Linked DNA regions of Gossypium hirsutum: all the other regions are linked to region 2. Evidence: chromatin contacts called from public Hi-C data. All regions are on one chromosome and are shown on one strand. The core of a region is the stretch at or near the end of the contact, and the rest is flanking DNA. Distances in the headings are between cores, read along the strand shown. Region 1 holds the start of LOC107912996. Region 2 holds the start of LOC107913006 (zinc finger CCCH domain-containing protein 6). Region 3 has its middle 23 kb from the start of LOC107911389.

What was found. Hi-C and Micro-C count contacts between places; a contact is called where the count stands out from the background.
Region 1: a contact with region 2 is called in a Hi-C map of leaf, with 2.2 times the contacts expected there. The contact joins the promoter of LOC107912996 here to the promoter of LOC107913006 in region 2. A contact is called at or near these places in 2 of 34 Hi-C or Micro-C datasets (both in leaf).
Region 3: a Hi-C map of leaf shows a contact between it and region 2, with 2.1 times the contacts expected there. The contact joins the enhancer-like site here to the promoter of LOC107913006 in region 2. A contact is called at or near these places in 2 of 34 Hi-C or Micro-C datasets (both in leaf).

What each region holds. Positions count from the first base shown.
Region 1 is chrA11:24,995,937-25,000,232 of Gossypium_hirsutum_v2.1, reverse strand. LOC107912996 reads left to right here and starts at 2,398. Exons shown (of 7, transcript XM_016841395.2): 1 at 2,398-2,824; 2 at 3,353-3,741; 3 at 3,840-3,870; 4 at 4,004-4,077; 5 at 4,188-4,296. The coding sequence starts at 2,659.
Region 2 is chrA11:25,150,104-25,154,704 of Gossypium_hirsutum_v2.1, reverse strand. It overlaps LOC107913006 (zinc finger CCCH domain-containing protein 6), which reads left to right and starts at 1,796. Exons shown (of 4, transcript XM_016841430.2): 1 at 1,796-2,155; 2 at 4,334-4,540. The coding sequence starts at 2,096. LOC107913007 reads left to right here. Exons shown (of 4, transcript XM_041081450.1): 4 at 1-545. The coding sequence ends at 488.
Region 3 is chrA11:25,287,749-25,292,324 of Gossypium_hirsutum_v2.1, reverse strand. No RefSeq gene overlaps it. Among protein-coding and RNA genes, the nearest start is that of LOC107911389, 23 kb to the left of the region's middle. Within about 2 kb of position 1,809, at least 5 of the 9 cell types and tissues checked have an H3K27ac peak or open chromatin away from gene starts, as enhancers often do. A contact at or near this core is called in leaf, where this site is marked.

The sequences.
Region 1 (4,296 bases), core at 1,149-3,648, 160 kb after region 2:
AAAATTCTTTCCTAGCTCAAACCACCAACTTTCCTCCTTATCCTAGTCCGTAGTTTACGCAATTGAATGGTACGGTTGAAATCCAATTCCATAGATTGGGCTCTTGCAAATACAACCTCGACTTCTATATTATAGATTTGACCGTTGTAGTAAATAACGAATTTCACTCGTCGACTCATTTCAATTTAAAAAGAATTAGATATTTAGAACCAAAAACAATGAGAGAAGTAATACATGCTTCAAAATTCGTTTATGAGGAAGCACTTTTATCGAATAATGGTAATGAAACACTCTTTGGTGCTCAAAAATGTGTTTTACAAATTATTAATTGAAATTAGACACATGCTTCAGAGGGCATTCAGCGCATCAAAACGTGCTTCAGATTTTACCCAGAATTCTCAGGGTCAAGTACTTTTTTTCAGACTTTATGAAAATATTAGTGAAAACTCGTTTAGTTGGGCGAGCTTCCATGCTGACATAGCAGGAAAACGAGCCTAGTTGGACGAGTTTTCACTAACATTGTCATAAAGTCTGAAAAAAAGTACCCAACCTCGACAATTTTTTTGCAGATTCGAAACATATTTTAAAGATATTCGATGAAAACGATAGTCTTGCAATGTGTTTTCGACAATGAGATTTTTTCCTTTGCAATCTCACCCTTCTCCCGAGTCATAAAAAGAAGCTCCCCCTCCTTACTCTAACATCCCAAAAATATCATCTCTCCCGGCTTTCATCACTTCACTTTACAATATTTCTCTCTCTCTGTTTTCTTCCTCGCTTCAATGTTAAAAATTTTCGTCGCTTATATAATTTTTGATTTGAGGTATTCTTGAGTCGTCAGTGATGCGATATCACTTCAAGATGCACACATTTCATATATCCTGTCAAGATGATACCATTACCTCTGAAACCTATCATGTGGAAGTTAGGTTCTGAAGTTATTTTGCTTTGTACTGTCACGGGTGGAAGTCTACATAGAGTTCTCAATTTACGACTGTTATGTTGTCATAGATCAAAGTATAACGGGAGAGCCAGTTGATGGTCGTTATGCGGCTACAAGCTCAAACTTTTAGGATAACCATGAATGTTTCCTTATAAATATCATACAAAAGTTTGATGGCATAATTATAGGGAAAAACTGTGGGGCATCTCGCTATAATCAGCATAATTCTTTTCTCTATTTCCACGCAGTCAGTATCGTTAACATTTCTTCTTATCAGAAGGTTAGCATCATCGTGGACACAAGATGACTCTCAGACGAGGAACGACTATTTCGGTACAATAAAGGTGATGCTCATTTCGGGGTGACGACGGTGTCGTTATTAAACAATCCATTAATAACTACAACAGTTGTCGTGCCGACCTGAGTTTAACATCTACTTTCGTCGAAACAGTCCTCTCTGCCTGAGAGCCCTTTTGTGTCCACCTCAATGTCAGGCTTCGAATAAGAATGAAATGTTAAAGATACCAGTTGCTTGGAAATAGAGAAAAAAATTATGTTGATTACACCGGAAAGCCCTCAATTTTTCCTTATAATTATGACCTCAATCTTATGTATGGTATATATATGACATCATTTGATGGTATCAAAAAAGCTTGAACTCGTAACCGCATAACGATCGTCAATTAACCTTTAGTTATACACAAACATGTGATCGCATCAAGGCCGGCAACTAGGACTTCCACTTAGACTTCAACCCGTGATCATATCAAGCACTGTCACCTCGAAACCTGGCTTCCACAAGATGGGTTTATGAGGTAATAATCCTATCCCAGCATGACATATGTAATGTATGTGATTTGAAGTGCGTTATCGCATCCCCAACCTCTCAAATCTACCTACAAACTTTTACGATTTCACCCCTAAAGCCATAACTCTAAACCTCAAAAACCCTAACCCTAACAAAAAAAACTCTAACCCTAGGAGAGATAGTGTGAAAGCATGCCCAACTAGACGTTCTTTCCTGCCACCTCTACAGAGAGCGCACTCGATTGAATACGCTTTCATACTCTCTCTACAAAATCGGTCTATTTCCCTAATTTAAAAAAAACCTAAAAAGTCAAATAAAAGAACAACATAATTGCCTAATTTAGCGAATATCATGACTGGATAAAAAAAATCTCATTTTCCAAATATTTTCTTTTTTCTTTTAATTATTTATGCCCTCCATGTTCTTATAATAAATAAAGTTGATTAATTTTGTATTTAAAACTAGTTGATTACTATTTAGAATGTAGTTTATTATTGTAACACCTCTCCTCTCAATATGCCATCCACATCAACAGTCTAGCCACGAACCAAGGATTTCGACTGATGGTGCTGCCAGCATTAAACAATAAACATCCAACATAATTGCTAATAATTGGGCCAAAAAAAGAAGACGATGATAATGGAACCAAAACATAGCCCAAAGACAGAAACATTAGGCTCATGGCCCTGATTTCCTGTGTCCTGGTTTTAGACCCTGTCTGAGAAATAATTTACTGAAATGCTCGATTTCATTCCCCAGACTTCCATATAATTTGCAGCGAGTTTTTCATTCTTCTACCGAGTAGAAGACCCCCTCCTTTTGTTCAGCTTCTAAAGCAACAAGCTCATTGGTTATAGTTCTCACTAGATAAAGAGAAAGAGGGAGAGAGAGAGAGGGGGTTGGAGTAATGGGAGAAGGCAGAGAAGGGGACTGGGAGTGCAGCGGATGCAAGAACAGGAACTACGCTTTTAGATCCTTTTGTAACAGATGTAAGCAGCCTCGTCTTCTTGTTGACACCAAAACTCCAGCTGACTCTAAGTGGCTCCCTCGTATAGGTGATTGGATCTGCAGTGGTCAGTTTATACTTCTCTTTTAAATCTATCTTCATTTTTTTTTCTTTTTTTGTGTTGACTCAACTGGGTTTTGCTTTTATTCTTATGTTTTAATTCAACCATCAAGCTTAATAATAGATATCGAAGATGGGTTTCGGGGGCCAGTTGGATTCTGCGTTCTGAATTTTGATAATAAGTTGGAATTTCATTAAGGGTATGTAAATATAAGATATTTGCTTTTCCTGAGTAAAGATTTGCAATGGGTTATCTTAAACAATGACTTGGGAGCGTTTTAATGAACCTGTTTTACGATTTAGTTTTGTTAACTTGCCGTAATAAATCAACTGTTTTGATATCAATTGTTGAGAAACTTGCCTTTGCAATATGTGGTTTATGAATCTGGGACTGGGAAATGAATAACAATTAGGTCGAGTGGTTTGTGTTTTTTGTATGTGTATATGAACTGCTTGGTGTGCGTATAATTGGCTTCCTTTTCCTCTTCGTGGCTGTATTTGTGGGTTGGGGGTGTGTGTGGCAATGGATCAATAGGTTGCACTAACAACAATTATGCATCGAGAGAAAAGTGCAAAAAGTGCGGGCAACCAAAGGAGATAGCAGCAATGCCAGCAATTGCAATCCCTGGAGCTTCTCTCCCAACTTATTCCCATTATTTTGCCAGGGCCCTAGGAGCACTGGAACAAAAGATAAATGTTGGAGTTGTAGGCAGTGGTGCTCCCCAGCGCTCGCTTCCTTTGAGTTCCAACTGGTCTGTAGTGGGGGCTGATAATTGTGGACTTCAGTCAGCGTCTACATGGCCTCTTGCTGGAAACCAAACTTCCAGGTTTCCTTGTAATCAGTCTCTTTCTGTTCCAAAAGGATGGAGAAATGGTGACTGGATGTGCAACTGTGGCTTCCATAATTACTCTTCACGTTCGCAGGTATTATCTTATTTCTTCAACTGGATTTAACATTTGTCACAAATTCTACAATGCACACAATGTCCTTATGGTTCTGATCCAGTTTAGTATTTTTGCAGTGCAAAAACTGCAATGCATCTATACCACGAGGTACTTTCTGTTTCTGGCCTGTGAACCTACATTCGCATTGTTCTGATCCCAGTGCTTAATTTCAACCTGCCGGTCGGTTCTGTTGCCACTAACTTTTTTCATCTCTTTTATTTTCCCTTTTTGGGGTATGTAGCCCTTGGAACCAAGCGATTAGCATCTGAAGAATTTGTACATAACTGGGATAACAAAAGATTGAATTCAGGACATGTGAGGGCTGAATTTCGGTTTTGCATTTATAATCAATGTTATTTATCCAGCATGTTTTGACTCATTTGACCACTCATGAACTGCTGCGTTTCCCTTTTCTGCATCTGCAGGGTACTGAGCAGCCACAGCTGTATCCTGGGTTTGAGCAAATGATAGAAGCTAATACTGACCCAAAATCTGGGGCATATCCTCCCGGTGCAGCTTCAAATTGGCAGTTAC
Region 2 (4,601 bases), core at 547-3,046:
AGAAGTATGAGCCATTTTTGAATAAAAGCATTGATCATTATGATGAAATGGCTTTGGTTGTTGGCAAAGATATGGCAACAGGGAGTTTTGTCAGAACATTTGCTGACATAGATTTGGATGATGATAACATAGATTCAGTGCCTATAGACTGCGAGAATGAAGCGACTGAAGAGGTAAGAACAAATGTATCTTCATCTGGCACATCCAAACATAAAAGAAAAAAGGCTCAAGAAAGTGTCAATGATGAACAAATTAAATTTGTGGGTAAACAACTTGGCAAAATTGCTAATGTTTTGGAACAATTTACTGCGGATAAGACACCACATCTTTACGAAGAAGTGATGTCAATGGAGGTAGAAGGATTTGATGATGACTTCCTTTGTTCTGTGTTTGATTATTTAGTGAGTCATGAATCTGAGGCAAAAGCTTTTTTAGTTAAAAGTAAGAAGCATAGAAAAATTTGGCTTCAAAAATTTTCTCAAGGTTGAAGATATTGATACTTTTAATGTGGTGTAATATTAGTTATGCACTATTGTTGTTATCATGTGGTGTAATATTAGTTATCATATAGTGTAATATTAGTTATGCACTTGGATAATGTTGTTGTTATCATGTGGTGTAATACTAATTATGTATTTGGATAATATTATTAATTTCTAGTATTAATTGTGGTTTGGAAGCTAATTTATAATTATTCAATCCTTATTTTTTATTTTTTTATAACACAATTACAAATAATTTTATTTGACTTTGGTTGTTTTCAATTTATGACGATTAATATTCTAATTTAATAATTGAGTATTATTATATATTTAAAATGATTTATTTATAAATAAATAAATCATTGCAATTCACGTAAAAATAATTTAAAATATAAATTTATTGATATATATATATATATATATATATAAAGTAAACTCAATCAAACAAAGAAAAGATAATAAATTTTTAAATATATAAATTTTTATTAAAACAACTTTTCAAGAAAATATTTTCAGGAAATCTACCAAACAACAGAAAATATTTTACACAGATTCATCCAAACAACAGAAAAGTAAATCATTTTCCAAGAAATTATTTTCCAGAAATCATTTTCCGGAAAATATTTTACCTGCAAACAAACGGAGTCTAAATGATATATTAACCTTCTATAAATAAATAAGATAAATTAATAATTTATGTACCACTTTTAATAAAAAATAATTAAAGGATAAAATTTATAGTTAAGCCTTGAAAATGTAGCAATTATATAGATAAAAAATCAAAAGTAATTATGGGCTAAGCCTTAAGCCCTAAGGATGGTCCATCAAAAGGTTGAAAGAAGGTATAGCCGTCATCTTCGACGGCACAATGAATATATTTATGGTATGTCTATGTCCGTTTTGTTTATAAATCTAATTTAATCATAAAAGATAAATTACCCAAAAAAAGAGATAAAGTTAAGAACTATTTGAAAATCTGGATTCTAATATTATCAATTTTCATTTTCATTTAAATATTGTATTGGTAAAAAATAGTATGAGAGAAGAGAGATTAATGATAAATTGAATTTTTAAAAAATTATAATTCTATCAATATTCCAATTAGAAAGAAAATACAAATCTACCATAACTGAAAAACGTACATCAACGTAACCAAAACAATTAACCTTAAATTTACCGTACATGTTAATCCACGTCAGATATTGACCCACTTGAATTCGTATTTATTAATAATATTTATTTGAGCTGTCACCTTCCGCGTATGACGCCGACTCCTCACTTATAAATAGGAAAATTAGGGCTGCTATCTAGGGTTTTCACTTTTCTTCTCCAGATCATTTTCGATAAGTCGCGTCTCTCAACTTAAAAAAAAAAAAAAATTTCTCAGAAACGAGATAATTTTTCCTCTAAAAATTTACTTCTTTTTAGGGTTTTCAATAACTGGCTATTGGATCTTCAAAGGGTTTTTGAAATATATAATCGGATTAAGTTCTTAATCTGATTGAACTTTTAAAGTTTTTTTTCTTATCTTCTACGATTGTCGAATCTTTAGTAGGGATAATTTTTCAAGCGTTAAAGGAATCGATATTTGGTTTGAGATTTTTTATAAAAAAATGAAGCGATCGCGGAAATCGAACAGGGTTTCTTGGGCTCCAGGTGTTAATCTTTGTCAGGTATAGCCGCCGTCATTATATCTTCGATCAATCATTACTGGTTTCATTGCCTTTTCTTCAACAGATCTTTAATAGAAAAAGAAAAATCTTAAATTGATATTTGATTCTTGATAATACTTTTAGCTTTGATTTTACCTTTCCATTTATAAAAATTGCAACCGATTTATATTTATTTTAACTGGAAATCTGGAATATTATTCAAAGTTGTCAACTTTTAACAATCTGATTAAAAATAATTTTGATTTTGGAAATACTGATGCAGCTTTCAGAGGTGCCATCAATTATAATTTGTTTTAAAATAATGTTAATATTTAAATTGATTCTTAAAACAAGAATGGTATATGACAAAGAGAGGAATAATTAATGAATTCCAGAAAAATCGTTTTGATAAAATTTGTTAAGTGGAATAAAATTGGAAAACTAATTTGGGGCTTCTCTTAAAAATCATTTGACAAAAGCCGGAACAAAATTGCATTTAATGATCCCCAATATATTTGTAATTATATATAATTAAAACTATGTTTAAATTATCCAGAAAATCTTGAATCATACGATTATATTCCTGTTTTTTACCCTTAATTTAGATGCTAAAGGAACCTATTTGTCTTATAAATCTTAACTCTATTTTTATATTATGATATACTCTAAGAACTTTGGCACTAGTAAGCAGAGCTTTTTCATCAGCTTTGAATAAGCACTGATCATTTTGAGGCCAAAAAAAAAAAAACTTAAGATTTTGCTATGTGTTCATTCTTTAGTGATTATGTTGGATTCTATCCTCCTGAAATTCTAAAAGGAACAAGGTATGTTTAAAAATTGCATAATAGTGATATAAAAAACTTATTGATATGGTGAAAAATAAAACTTTTATATCTTATGCTCACTTCTTAATAAAAAGTTGCTTATGCTCACTTCTTAATAAAAAGTTCCTGTTAAGCACGCATTATTTCATTGATGAAATAGTGAAGTATTTTGAAATAATCTAGGCATAAGAAAATATGAAGTAGTAAAGTATTTATAATCTAAGTTCTTGTCAAGTATAAAATTTAGTAGTGAAGTATTCAGGGCTTGGTGAAGCTGATGTTTTGCTCCTGGACTGTTTGACTAGAACTAATTTTGACCAGTGATCATAATGAGCCTAGTGAGGTTGACTTTGTTAAAGAAAATTGATTTTGCTTGCATTAGACTTGATTGTTTAGTTCGACGACGCCAGCTATAGATATGGTATATGATAGATGCAATTTGTCTTAAAAAGTTATATGGAAATGCACTGATTTCGTGATGTATTCCTAAGTTGAGTGCTGATTCTGTCATGTTTCAGTGATTCAAAATGCCAGGGAGGTTCAACTTTGTTAGTTTCATTTTGTTCCCTGTAGTTACTATCTTTGATTACTTCAAACATGCAAATAGTGTGGTAGGTTGATTCTTAGACAATTACTTGATCATACAGCTTTAGGATCTTGCAGGCAAGTTCATTTCATTAATTCTTGTCATGCCTGTATACATGGCAGACATGTTGGGTGGATGCTAGTATAAGTTTATACAGTTTAGGCACCTAGTTCAATGATATGAATAGTGATTCTGTCTGGTTAATTTTGTGCATGAAGAATTGTTTTTGGTAGCTAATATTTGTTTGGAAATCTACTTTTCTGCTCTGCGTTTTATATGACAGTTGTGGTAGGCACTCCATAAATTTGAGTTGATGCCTAATAGGCTATAAGATAGTCCTTTATAGATTTATGTACCTGAGGGGGGAAGTAGTTAAGAAAGTTGATGAAATTAAACAAGGATGACATAAATAACTTCATAGGTAACTGATTGGCTGAAACATGAACTTCATTCGATAGGTTTGTTTGGATGTCTAGTATAGTTTTTGGTTCAGGGTAGCATTGATACTGTCGCAATAGAATTTGTTATGGCATTAATTTCTTATCAATGGTGAGCAGAATTTTGAGTTTTGAGCTTATATTTACCTGGAAACTGCAAATTCCTACTATTATGTTGCTTTCTGTTGAGTTCTGCAATTATGTTAGCATGTCTTTAATCTGTCTTTTAGGCTTTCCTCTCGTGTTTCCCTTCTTAGGGATATCTAGAACCAGTGCATAAAGTTTATTTATGTTTAGATGATTTCTTAATTATTAACCTGCTAAAGTGGACTAATATTGGGTATTGTCTCAGGTGAAGCTGTTTCTGAGGGAGGATTGCCCCTCAAAGGTTGGTGGCCAACGTCAAGATACTATTCAAGCAAAAGCGTCATGGACATCGCATCCCAGTGGCATGTCTGCCAATGACCTTCCCCCTGGGTTTGAAGGTTGTCATTACACAAGTGCATTGAAGTGTGATCTGGCTAAGATTCCTAGGATCCAATGGATAAGCCCTCCAAAGGTAATCAGATGTATCTATTCTTTCTCATCCATTTCCAAACATCTCTTTTTCTGCATCTAGT
Region 3 (4,576 bases), core at 560-3,059, 140 kb before region 2:
ATGAATAAACTGCCAAACTGCCAAACTTCTATTGTTGTAGGACAATCTCGGAAGATATGGAGACTATTTTCTGTCCAAGAACAGCATCGGGGACATCTATCATTTGTTGCAACTCTTCTATACCTAAGATTAGCTAGATTAGGAATGAAATCCCAGGAAATTCGCCAGATAGTGATTGCAATTTTTGGGGATAGTTTTAGGCTCCATAATTTTCTGTAAAATTCCTTAGTTTCAGACCCCAGATTAGCATCTTGTAATAGTTTATAGGCGCTGCATACTGAATATTTACCGGATAATTCCCCCTTCCAAACTTGAGTATCCTCGTGCTCCGTCTCTGCAAGCGGGATTTGTATCATGGAGTAGCCACTTCGCAAGCTAAACTTTTCAAAATATCCCATGCATCATTTCTATCTTGCGCATATTTAGATCCATAGAATCCAGTAAATCTCCAATTAGTTCCTTTTTCCTTATCTTCAACTATCACATCAATGTGTCTTTTAGAAAAACTTTGAAGTGTTATATTAAAATCAGCCCTCCATGCTAAACACAATCCTCCTCTCGTTTCTTCTGGATTAACTTCAATACTATTTATAAATCCACTTCTTCTATGAACTCGTTCCATCTGTTTTGTGTTAACTTTTGTCTCCTTAAAGAAGACAATATGGGGATTATGAATCTTCAGCAAATGCCGAAGTCTTTTAACTGTCCGTGGAATTGGGATGTTCGGATGTTCCAGCTTATAATTTTCATTGCGCCCGGTCGGCTTGCCTCTTGGCTGCTGCCGATGATAAAGGATTAACTTCTCCCAATCTTCTATTCCTTGTCAGCACATTACCACACTATATTTCTGGTTGCATCTTCCATCTCTCCCCTGTTCCTTTTATTCCCCATCAAATCATGCTCCATAACCATTCGCATCTGATTGCACTAAGTTTTGTCCTTCCGTTGAGCTAGCGACTGACTTCCCACTTCTATGTTAAAAATCCCAAAATTGGGTCAACGACTTTTCCACCCCTTTCTTTTCTAACCCGTTCATCGAGAGTGCCCTTTTAGTTTCTGACCGTAATGATAAATCCCAGCTCATTTCAGCTACTTCCACCCCTAACATCATTTTAGTTTCACAGAAAGAGTTGCTATGTCCCAAACGTCCACAAAAGAAACAAAAAGGAGACGGATGTTCACATGATCTGCTTCTTCCTTTTTAGCGGCTTTCTAACATCAATCTGCACCCTTACCCTCATATAATTACGATTTTCTTTTCTAAGGTTTGACCCATCATATTCCAAGAAAACCCCTATAAAATTATCCAACTGTACAGCTAAATTTTCACAAAAAAACCCTATTGGGATATCATGAATTTGAACCCTAAAAGGAGTAAAAATTAATGATACTTGTAATGGATCCTCGCCCCTCTTCAGTTTAGACAGTATCATTTTTAACTTCTTTTCTCCATGTTTTAGAATTAATAAATTATCAAATAAAAACAAAACATGACCCTGTCAATTTTGTAAAAATTATGGTTTCATGAATTAAAGCACATAAAACCTGCATCACACTAATTAACTGTATATTTATTCTAACTCAGAACACAACCACCACGACCCCAAGTATTACACGTTAATGTCTTCATAGTTGATTAAATCAACGCTAGGCAACAATAAAATTCTATGTTTTAGTTTTTCTTTTTTTACTCAATATTTCAACAATTATTTTGTGCCTTTTAAATCAGATAAAGTCAAAAACAAACCCCATTAAGGAAAGGATTTAATTGAACCCAACTCAAAGGAAACGTCTTAATCAGGTATCCAACAAAGTATCCCCAATCACGTTTCTCCAAATGAGTGCAGTCAACCAATTATGATCAATCTCATCTCCCTGCCCATGCCCAAAATATTTCTTTTATATATATTATTTTAAAAGAATAATATTTAATGTACAATTAGTAAAGTTTTTAAATTTTATAAGCAAGATTAAATGGTTAGCTATAAAAGTATAGTATAATATTAAAAATATAAATATTAAAAAATGATGTAATAATTTTTTTAAAAATTTTATAATATTTTAAATGCGAAAAAACTCACACAATTACCTAAAATAAAAATCTGGTGAAAACAAACTCAAAACTTGCCATTAAATTTTCATATTTTGATAGGCTTTATTGTTGCCATAATAAACTTTTAGACATGTTTTGTCGAACTTGGTCGGAGTATGGATCTAAGCTTATGGGCCGACCAACCCAGAATTTTCATGTTAAGTGCGCCCCTAAGCATTATTTATTTATTTATTTTCATCAGAGAGAGAGAGGGAGGCGGATGAACATGCATAGCAATTATTGTAATGGTTGACCAAAACAAAAGCATCCTTTTGAAGAACAATGATGGTCAATCATACCACCCAACAAACCCAACCATACCCATTCTTTTATTAACTTTTTCATGCAAGACATTACTAGAATTCTCCTCCCGACGGTTATTTATGTGATAATTTGGATAAAATTATCAACTTAGAAAATGAGTTTGAATAAAAAAATAATACTCTTTTTTAAATGGGTTTAATCTCATATAAATTTTTTTATCTTGAGTTTAGCCCGGTCCGAATTTGTAAAAAAAATATTATTGCTGTTTTTTTGTTGCTTTTTTTTTATTGTTTTGTTATTATATTGTTCCGATTTTGTTATTATTGTTTAGATATTGTATAATTCTTGTTTTATTATTAATTTTGCTACTATATTAGAGGTATTTGTTTGCTAAGTTCCACTTATGTTAGTGTTATTTAAGTGTATATATATATTTTATTTTTTCCATTTGTTAGGAAATATTTATTTTAATGTTTTTAGTGTATTTGATGTATTATATTTTTAAAATTTATTTTTGTATAAAAAACAATATAATTTTTTTAATATGAATGGACCAGGCCGAGCTCGGATTTTAACATTTTTATTTGGGATAGGCTTGTAATACCCTTAACCCATATCCGTTGCCGGAACAAGGTTACAGAGTATTACTGAAATTTTTGGATTATTTACAAATAATTCTTGTCAAATGCTATACATTTTTCAAGATTATTCATAATGTCCCTTAAATGGACCCTCGAGACCCAATACAAGTATTAGAATCAATTCAGGACTAATTCAAAAACTTAGAAAATTTTTCATAAAATTTTAAAATTTTTCTTAGGTACAGGGGTCACACACGCCCATGTGGTCCCATGACATGTTCGTGCCTCAGGCCGTGTCTTACCCCGTGTAACTCCCTGACTTGGGTCACACGGCCAACCACACGTCCATGTGTTAGGCCGTGTGACCAATTTATTTTTCTAAAATTAGGTGCAGTTTTCACACGGCAAAGTCACACACCCATGTTCTAGGCCGTGTGCCTCACACGGCTGAGACATACGCCTGTGTCTCTTATCGTGTGCTAAATTCTCAGTATTCTATTTCTAAATTTTAAGATGCAGGGGACACACTGCCAGACTACACGCCAATGTACGTGGCCGTGTGTTACACACGGCAGAGACACACGCCTCAATGGAAGAAAATAGGCCATTTAAAAGCCACTTTTCTCACACTTCTCACAATCAACCTGCATGCAACACTCTCATATACCAATATAACCTAATCAAGCAACCAATTCAAGCCAAAAATCAAGCTTTAGACCTGATATGTCATCATACAACTCATTTGCGTAAACTTACCATATTAACTCCATTCATGATACTAAACTATACTAAAACATTAAAACATATATACTATACAATTACTATACTATATAAACTTAAGATCATAACTCTACAATTATCATATTACAAGTTTTTACAAGTTTACTTCTTTTAAATTTAACCTTATACTTGCCATATAAACCTTAAGATGCATAACAAAATCTACCGAAGTTATATGGATAGTTTGAACCGATGTGTTGATCCAATCCTCCGAACTTCTTGAAAATCTACAAAGAACATTGAACAATTAAAGTAAGCTTAATGAAGCTTAGTAAGTTCGTTGGCTTTAAACATGATTCTTACCGAATATACTAAAAACAACTCATTTAAATAAAGCATTCAATATACATTTCCTGCCAATCACAACCTCAGTTCTTGAATTTACTTATTTCATACCAGAATTAACAATATCATTGAGTCTTTAACCATTAGTATCAAATATCACTTACCGAATTATGAACCTTTGTTAGACTAATGAACATCTTACGGATATGAGTCCATCGTAAAAGGAAGCCCGAGGGCTGAACAAAAGCACATAAGTGCTAACGGAAACCCATAGGGTTGAACAGAAGCTCATAGGATTTGAACGAAAACCCATAAGGGTTAGACTGAAGCTCAAAAGAGCTAAACGGAAACCCAATTGGGTTAAACTGAAACCCATATGAGTTAACTGAAGCTCATGTGAGCTAAACAAAAAACAAACACAAAAGTTTGCAACAAATGCTGAACCTTGGTTTACTTGGGAAATTTACGATCAATTCAACTTTTGCACTGAACGATTGTAATCAATCCGACGTTCCATCCTTTTCGAACGTTTCAATTCAATTTTCATAATTTCAATAATATTTTATTTTCAATA